Linked DNA regions of Ovis aries: region 1 is linked to region 2. A link is a contact called in public Hi-C data. All regions are on one chromosome and are shown on one strand. The core of a region is the stretch at or near the end of the contact, and the rest is flanking DNA. Distances in the headings are between cores, read along the strand shown.

Region 1 (4,546 bases), core at 339-2,838, 50 kb after region 2:
CTCAGACAGCAACCTTCACTGCCTTCATGTAAATGAAACTCTGCAGGGGACCGTCCTCCTTTCCCTCTAGGCCAGACACATGGTTCGGAACAGCCATCGAATTTGGGGCTTGAAAGTGAACGGAGAACCTCAACACAATTATCTCCTACCGGAAAAGAGAAAGTCTGGAGCTTCCTGCTTTTAGAGGGGACGGGGTGGGGGTAGCTCCTTCTGCCTGGCAACCCCAGCGCCAACAGAGCATCCTTCCTCAGCAGTCTCCCAACTCTGAAAACTTAAAGCAGGTAACTGAGGGTCCTCACACAGCCGCCAGCCCAGAGCAGGATCGCGCGAGTGCAACTGCACACCCCCTGCTCCAGAATCCTTCAGAATCAGGGGGAGTACGCTGCACGGGGTGTTTGTAAGCTCCGACATAAAGCCAGGCAGAAGGAAGTAGATCGCGAGATCCCAGGTAGGGCTTGGTTCCCAGGTGGGGCTGTGGTTTCGGAAGCGGGTCTCCCCTCGGGTATGCGGGTGCTTGGGGGAGGAAGGGATGTTTACATCTTTAAAGAAAGGCGGCTGGCCTAGACGGGGTGAAACTCTAGGATTCACCAGGAAACCCTGGGCATCCACGCTTGCAAAAGTCTAGCCCTCGAGAGTAGCCGTGAACCCCACGCTTTGGCTCCTGGTCACGCGCCTCCAGTTACCCCTCGCTCCCCGCGATCAGGGCACCGGCTGCATCACCCGGCGCCTCCCAGCAGCCCGGCCGCCCGGGGCCGGCCACAAGGGCCGCTTTGTGCCGGGAGTTGCAGAGTCCAGATCCCGACGCGGGGCTGACTGCGGCCCTCCCCGCGCACTGGGCGCGGGCGCTCGCGGGCTAGGTCAGCAGACGGGCAGGGCTGTTTACACAGGAAGGCTCCTCCTCGCCCGGGAGGGGACCGGGGGCCGACGACAGCCCAGCGGGGCTGCGGCGGGCCGCGCGCGGGGTGGCGCACGCAGTCTGAAAGCCCCCCCTCGGGGGTGTCCCCGAGGACGCCTCCCACCTTCAAACAATTGCCCTGGCCCCTGCCCCTCCAAGACGCCGGCGGGCGGCTCGGGGCGCCACGAAGTTTCTTTCTGCACAGCGGGCGGCGTGGCTTACCTGGGAGCCGGGGCACGAGCGCGCAAAGCCCGAGGAGGCAGGAGAACAGGAGCGCGGGGGCCCGCGGCATGGTGGGGCGCCCGGCTCAGCGGCTGCGCGGGCTGCGGACTCCGCGGGGGCGTGCGGCCGGGGAGCGGGGGCGGAGGGCCGGGGGCCTCGGCCGGACGGGAGGCGGGGGCGGCTGCTCTGGCCCGCGCCCCGCCGCCACCATCCCTCCCGCAGCCCTCGCCGCCGAGTCCCGGGGCCGCCGCTGCGCCGGCTCGCCGGCTGGGACGCCCGGGGTGTCGCCGCTCGGGACAGCCCCGGCGGGCGGTCTGGGCAGAGGCGGGACAGCAGGCTCCGCGCTGCGGCCGCGACTCTGGCTCCGCGACGCGTCCCGGGCCGAGGCTCCCCCGCGCGCCGGCAAACTCTTGCCAGTCGCCTCCACCCCTTCCCTTCCTTTCCTCGCTCCGGCCCGCCGGGCTCCACTTTCCTCCTCTCCTCACTCCTCCCCTTCTCTCCCCTTCCCGGCCCCCGCCCGGCTGCCACACGGTCCGCTGACGGCGAGGCGGGGCGGGCCGAGCTCCGCCCCTCGCGGGGACCGGCCCGAAACGCGAGGCCGAGGGCATCCAGGTGGAAGTCGCTTCCGGCGCACCTGGAGGCCGGAGCGGGGGTCTAAATCCCGGGGTGGGGTCTGCCGGGCTTTCCTAGCAGCGTGGGCCTTCGGGAAGGCGGCAGGTCACGCTCCATCCGAGAGCAGAGATTACTTGGGGTTGCTGAATTTAAGGGGGCTGGGGGAACCGTGCAGCGGCAGTCTGGTCTTCCTTCCCAAAGCAGCGCTCACCCGAGAGGCGAAGGCACCGGCGCGTGTTACCCGCCTCCGGCGCGTGTTACCGTGAGGAGAGTCGCTCCATGGGGAACGTGGGGCGTGGAGGCACACCTGAAACACACTCTCCTCTCTTTCAAGTTTTGCCCCTTAACGCGGATTTGAGATTGGTCAATATGTCGCTATTATGCGTTTCTCCTATCTCGGTACGCTGGCGGTTTCCGTAAAGAGAAACAAATTAAAAACAGATGCTCAGCCTTTCACCTTATTCTTAATATCTGAGCTGGTTCTAAAATTGACTGTAAGGGATGGGGTGGGGAGCTTCTCTTAACAGCATGTGCAAAGGGCCAGGTGGGCTTGGGCTGTGCCGCGTTGAGGGGGTTAAGACCGGAATGGTTTGTAGGCCAGAGAAGAGGCGGTCTTCACGTACAAGGAGGTAGCAGTAGAGCAGCCTAACACGTAGAGCAGAAAGAGCACACGGCTAGCCAGACGCTGAAATGTAAATACCCTGTTAACTCTTGAAATCCTCTCCCACAACTCTGCTGTTAACCAGGTGAGAAGACTGAGGCAAAGGGTTAACGTGCCAAAAGCGACAGAGCTGGATGCCTTGTCCAAAAGTTCAGAGTGCCTCTGACTAGAAGCAGAAGCAGCAAAAAAAAACAAAGTGATATGACCTTTGCAGGTCAGGAACCAGTCGGACAGATGGCTCTGGGGAGGGAGGGGGAGGGGGAGCAGTTCTAACTAACCAGATTAGGGAGTTTGGAGTTTAATTGTGCCCTCCCACCCCACATTCTACCAAGGTGGTGGCCTGATGCCAGAGGAAGTCAATTTATTCTTGTGGTACAGTGTGCATAGAAGCCAAGCTCCAAGTTCCACTTGAAAGAGGATTTCAACCATAAATTGCATGTAAATATCACTGTACTCTAAATGTTCCCAGTGTTTATTCTGATGTAAGAGTCATGCTTGTCCTTAAACTTTTTCCAGTAAAACTGGTGCTGCTGGAGCTTCTCCGGGTTTATCTCAGCTGAATGACCTTGGGGCTACTCTTATCCAAGCTTGAGAGGCAATGATTATAATTAATGGGCAGCCAGTAAAAGAGTTTGAACTGAGAGGTGTCAGTGCCGAGTGGTGATTTTCAAAGATTTGTCTGTTAAGGATGTGATGGATAGATTAGATGGAAGGAAAGTTGCAGAAATTGAGTAAGTATTGCCTTGATAAGTACAATTAAAAACTTGCATTTATCAAGCATCCTCTAAGCTTATAGCCTGTGGTGTCTGGTATGTGCACCACCTCCCCCACCCCAGCATGGCCCTTCACTGTTCAGTCCCAACACACACCCCTGTTTACCTGGACTGCACCTGGAAAGAGCTGCAACCAAATCTGCCCTCCTCCAGTCCCACCCTGGTGGTTTCCAACCTGCCCAGACCTGCCATAAACCGCTGAATCCCAAGTGATGACAACATTCTTCATGTTCCATTATCTCAGAACTAGTTTGGAGGTCGGTGCCTCTTCTAATTCCTCCCAAGCTTTTGTTTTCTGTTGTGTGGCTTTTTCTTGTCCAGTCACCCTTCATTCTTTTTATTAGCTAGAGTGGAGAAGTAAAGCTCGACATGTTAGTCTCTCAGTCATAGTCGTGTCTGACTCTTTGCTCCCCTGTGGACTATAGCCTGCCAGGCTCTTCTGTTCATGGGATTTTCCAGGCAAGAATACTGGAGTGGGTTGCCATTTCCTTCTCCAGGGAATCTTCCTGACCCAGGGGTTGAACCTGGGCAGATTCTTTACCATCTGAGGCATCAGGGAGAGTGGAAGTGCCCTTCAAATGCTTTGACTTTCTCTGAAGAACAAAATCAGCATGCACTGATGGTCCCTCTCAGGCAGGAGACGAGGCCGTGCTTCCCACAGCCACTGGAATATTAATAATTCTTGTGGCTGCCTCCACAACATCCCATTTCTGATCATTGCTGAGCTTTTGGACCCAAAGGAGGCTGCTGGTTGGACTGAGTTTGAGTTTCAAAGTTTGAACATAGATAACCCAGAGGACGCAAAATTGATCTCTGGTCTGGGAAAATCCCACATGCCACGGAGCAACTAAGCCTGTGCACCGCAACTGTTGAGCCTGTGAGCCCGCGCTCTGCAACAAGAGAAGCCACTGCAATGAGAAGCCTGCTCGCCACAACCAGAGAAAAGCCCTCACAGCAACGAATACCCAGCATTGTCGAAAATAAAATTAATTAAAAAGAAAATTTTGTATTTTGAAATTCAGATTTCCATGCTAACTCACTCCCACGGGTGAGTTGTCCTATTGTGTAATTCAATCTATAATCCAGGTCAAAAATATTTCACTGATTTATAGATACCAAGAAGTCCAAGGGGGAAAAGAAAACAACCCTACAGTTTTCACCTTACTTTAGAAAGTATGCTTAATTTACTCTGCTTTTATAATAGTCATGCCTGGGGCTTGTCACAGTGCTAGAAATGAATGACCTTGATGACAGAATGTTATCAAATTCTTTTGCAGCAATTGATAGGACTATGAAACATGTATAAAATTTTCTCTAACGTTAATATTAGGTTGGTGAAAAGGTAATTGTGCTTTCAGACCATGAATTTTAAATCATTATGCT
Region 2 (4,556 bases), core at 889-3,388:
CCCAATTCTGTATAACCCAGTCTCCTCACATGCCCCCACTCCCTCTTTCACAGATGGTTCTAGCTGCTCCCCTCAGTGGTTCTCTGCCCTGGCTGCACTTGAGGGTACGCTAATGATGCTAACGCCCAGCGGCTCTCCTGCGACCTGTAGGCCAGCCACCAGGTTCCACCTCCCAGGTGAGACTCCAGCGCAGCCAAGGTGGAGAACCCCATGCTGAGGTCCTGTCGCCAACCCCACAGCGATCCTCTCATCTTGTTCCCTCGCCTCTCTGCTGCCAACCAGGGCCTCCCTCGAGCTCTCCTGCCCTTGGTGACCTGGACGTTACACTGTCCAGTGCCCCATTCCCCTCCGGCTGCTTGCAGACTCCACTTCCTCTCCAGGCACTGGATGAGGGCAAAGGTAACACTGTCCTCTGAGGAGATTTACCCAAGTTCTGTACATCTGCTTGAACAGCACACAATTACGTCCCTCCCCAACCCCCGCCCGCCACCGACCTCCTTCTGGAGTTTCAGTCCCCGGTCTACATTAAATGCCAGATGTGTCTGCCATCACCTAAAACTCAACTTCTCCAGAGTTGAGGCACCTTCTTCCCCATTTCTGACAAAGGGACCATCAAATGTCTTATCTAGAAAACTTGGAAGTGTCTCTTTCATCCTACCTTCCTGGTCCCCCAACAGCACCTGTCCAGTCCCGAACTGTCCATTCTGTCTTATAATCCATTCCCATGACCTGCGTTGAGCCAGAGCCTCTGGGCAGTGCAGCATGTCACCCTCTTTTTCCTAAGCCCACGCTGTGTGAGAAGCCCAGGTCCCAGGCCCACCCCTCTCCCGGCCACCAGCGTGCATCCTGCCCCCCGAGGGTGACGTATTCTGTGACTCACGTTTACTGCAGCTGTTCCACGTGAGTCACACATGTGCACAGGAGACCATGCTATGTGAAAAGCAGCAATCCACAGACTCCAGACACACGTGATAGGAGTCATGAGTTGGGGGTACCTGTCACCAAGCCCAGAATCTCTGCCCAGGTCGCAGGAGGCAAGCCCTCTGGTTTTCTGGGTACTGAACAGTCTACTCTGTGCTGGGGCTGGAGATGACTTTACCAGTTGGAAGCTCAGTGGAGAAATTACCAACACTCTGCTCTGTCCTTAAAAAGCAGCAGCAATCTAGAGCTTAGAGAAGAGACAAAGGGCTATGGGGCCCAAAACAACAAAGAGCATTGCGCCTGGCACACACTTTGTGCTCAGTGAGGAATGAGCCGTAAGTGGACACATGAACAAGATCAGGGCTGTGCAACAAGAAACCTCCCTCACAATGTCTGGGAGTCTTCAATCACATCACTCCCTATTCCACCAACTATTTAATATGCTTTGGAATCCAACAAACATCTTCTTTTAATCATATAAATATGGGAAGCATTAAGGGGCTAATTTAATTGAAAAATGTTGCACCCAATCACCTGTTATACACTGGGATCTGAGAAAACGAATGGGGATTGCAGAAAAATCCCCATTGTACTGGATCCCCCAGTACAAGCTGCAGGAGCGGGGAGGGAGGGTGGGCGGCAGCGGGATGGTTAGTGGGAGCCCCGGGCAGCCAGGCCTGGAATGGGGGGACCTGGGACCTTGAAATGGTGAAGAGGGAGCAGCAGTTCATACAAAGGGGAAGCAGAGTGGAGAACGGAACACTCGGTCTCAGCCTTTGAGAAAATAAATAGAAACTGGATCCTCCCAAGAGTGAAGACAAACTTGCAGGCTTGTTCACCTCCAACATCTGGCTCCAGGGTGGGACTGGGGAAGACATAAGGGCTAGGGAATAAGGGTGTAGTTTCTCTATCTGATAATATGAAGCTCTGGCCTATGAGGCTTTGGTTTCTGGGGCTGGAACGAGTCACAAGCAAGGGGCTACGAGGTCTGACAAAGGAGGGTCACTCAAAGGACCAACAACAGGCTTCCATCCTCCCTGTCCACTTCCAGACTGTCCCTGGGTCCCCTTGATCAGCTACCCACGTCACCTGGACTTTTGCCCACTGGGCAAGGTGGCTCCATGGGGAAGCCATCGGGAGCGGAAAGCTTTTCCGGGCATTAGCTTCAGGCTAGCTGTGCTTGGCACACAAAACGAGTGTGCAGGCAGAGTTCATAGTCACAGTGACTGAATACAAATGCAGCTTAAAAGGGTGCAGTGAGGCCCAAAGGAAACAGGCTAGAAGAGGTCACTCCAGAACAGAAGCACCGCTGGGTTACTGGGCAGAAAAGCCACTTCAGAGGAAATACCTAGCACCTGGAACTGGAAGGACCCTCAGAGGTTGGCTCAACCATGCTCTGCCCCGTACAGGGACCTTTTGTCTGGCACCCCAACCATATGGGCCTGGGGTCCCCATACAGACCCACTGTCACATCTGGCAGCCTGTTCCATGCCAAACAGAGGTCTTTGTTAGACAATTCTCCCTTGCCTTGAACACGAACCTGTTTCTCTGTGGCCACCCAGGTATGTTCCCTGAACAGCCCTCCTCCGTAGTGACGTCTGAGGTCAGGAAACACGCTTCTTCTGGTGGTGTCTCTCCTCCTAGCTAACCTTTAACCACTCCTCAGGGGTGTGGTTTCCAACCCTAGCACCATCCACTCACCCTCTGTTCTCCAGTATCAATGTCTGTCTTAAACACAGCCCCAGAAGCACATGCAGGTCCTGGGATATAGCCTGGCTGCAGAGGAAGGAGGGGCTGGGACTCTGAGTGTCTGGGTCTTCTGACAGGCTCACGGAAGCCTGAGTCCTGATGCCCACATCTCAATGACCTTCTCACACACAGACCACATCAGAGCATGGCAAGCGTGAGAGGGAGTCTCAGATATGCCCTGTGGGAGGGTGGGGGAGGGTCTGGCACATCGATCTCTAGGAACCCGGCCACAGTACTCTCTCTGATAGACACAGTTCAATATAGGGGAGGCCTTAGGTCAGGATGCCGTGTAGCTAGCAGTTTCTTCAAGGACAGAAACACCAGCTTTAATCATGGGGTTCTCTGTTCTCAACATGAGCCTATCTGAGTAAAAGCAAAGGTCACTCAAACACCTGGGTCCTCCAGCCAGGTGCTGACACAGCCACGGGCCTCAGCTGTCATGCAAGAGTCGCCAGCCACACACTCCCTCACTGCTGGGAAGGATGCACCATCTGAGAAAGTATCTCCACAGTGCTATGTGGGAGAGCCAAACAGCAGAGTCACGGTTCCCAGATGCCGGAAATTATAAATGCAAAAGGGGATGCAGAGTTCCCATCTCACAGATGGGGAAGCCAAGGGCAAAGATGCGCATCACTCCAAGGGCTGGGCTCCGGCAGCGCGCGGACCTTGGCATGGTACTTGAGGTTTCTCTAGCAAACCCAGAGGCTGCTGGAGCCTCCTTATAACTGTTTCTTGTAAACAGGAAGCTCTGCGCTCCAGAGGACAGCAGCATGTGCAGCTGTCTCTCCAGGGACAGACTTGGTCCTGGCTCTTCGCTGGTGAACTGAGTCACACGGGAAACCAAAATGCTTCCTGAGACCAGGACCCGCCCTCTTTGGAAGCACACCCCTCCCACCTCTCTGCTCCTGTGTGGGCCAAAAAGTGGCAGGCTCTCTAAGGTCAAGGTTAAGAATTCTGTCTCTGGAGCTGGCAAAGTGGGTACAGTTCCATCTCTGGCTCTGTCATTTCCAGTTGTAAGACCTTCTAATGCTACTCAACCTTTCCAGGCTTGTTTTGATCATCAAAATGGGACAATATAATATAGCATCCCTGGTGGCTCAGGTGATAAAAGCATCTGCTTGCAATGCGGGAGACACGGGTTCAATCCCTGGGTCAGGAAGATCCCCTGGAGAAGGAAATGGCAACCCACTCCAGTTCTCTTGCCTGGAAAATTCCATGGATGGAGGAGTCTCATAGGCTGCAGTCCATGGGGTCGCAAAGAGTCAGACACAACTGAGCGACATCACTTTCACTTTCTTTTCAATGGATTAGGTAAAACAAGCCCCATGAAGTACGTGGCATAGAAGCCTGGCTCTCAGCCAATGGTAATCAATAACATCATCAGCATCACAGCCTCAGGGCCAACACAGGGATGCAAAGAGACAAAGGTGATCCCTTGAAGGGATAGAACACTTAGTTAACCACTGGGTCCCCCAAGCCAGACCTTCGACAGAGTCTGTGCACTCCGCCAGCATTTTAGACTGTCAATACAGGCATCTGTCGTCCAACTGGAGAGATGCTCCCAGGGGTGGGAGCTGTGGCTTCATCACCGTGTATCTCTCACAGCAGCTAATGGGGCATCCTGCAGACAAGTAAGTGCCCAACAAATTTTCAAAGTCATAATGGAAACACTCTGTGTGTTGACCTTTCAGGCAAGCAGAGAGAGAATAGATTTGAGGGAGGAAAAGAGGATGGGAAGAAGGCAGACCTGACCAGCCAAGGCGCAGAACCCATAGCAGAGCTGAGCTTGGGGACCAAGGAGCCTCAATTCCAACGATGCACATGAGGAAAAACAAGGCTGGATTCTCCCTGATTCACTTCCCCAATCATGTGGACATTCAAGCCTA

Evidence for each region. Hi-C and Micro-C count contacts between places; a contact is called where the count stands out from the background.
Region 1: a contact with region 2 is called in a Hi-C map of liver, with 1.5 times the contacts expected there. The contact joins the promoter of ITGB5 here to the enhancer-like site in region 2. A contact is called at or near these places in 4 of 16 Hi-C or Micro-C datasets (hypothalamus, liver, muscle and 1 more).

The regions. Positions count from the first base shown.
Region 1 is chr1:190,165,188-190,169,733 of ARS-UI_Ramb_v3.0, forward strand. It overlaps ITGB5 (integrin subunit beta 5), which reads right to left and starts at 1,589. Exons shown (of 15, transcript XM_027956587.3): 1 at 1,118-1,589. The coding sequence starts at 1,187. LOC121816566 (a long non-coding RNA gene) reads left to right here and starts at 1,732. Exons shown (of 2, transcript XR_009601396.1): 1 at 1,732-2,604; 2 at 2,723-4,165.
Region 2 is chr1:190,114,418-190,118,973 of ARS-UI_Ramb_v3.0, forward strand. All of the region lies in intron 5 of ITGB5 (integrin subunit beta 5), which reads right to left. Among named protein-coding and RNA genes, the nearest start is that of ITGB5, 50 kb to the right of the region's middle. Within about 2 kb of position 2,139, at least 7 of the 54 cell types and tissues checked have an H3K27ac peak or open chromatin away from gene starts, as enhancers often do. A contact at or near this core is called in hypothalamus and liver, where this site is marked.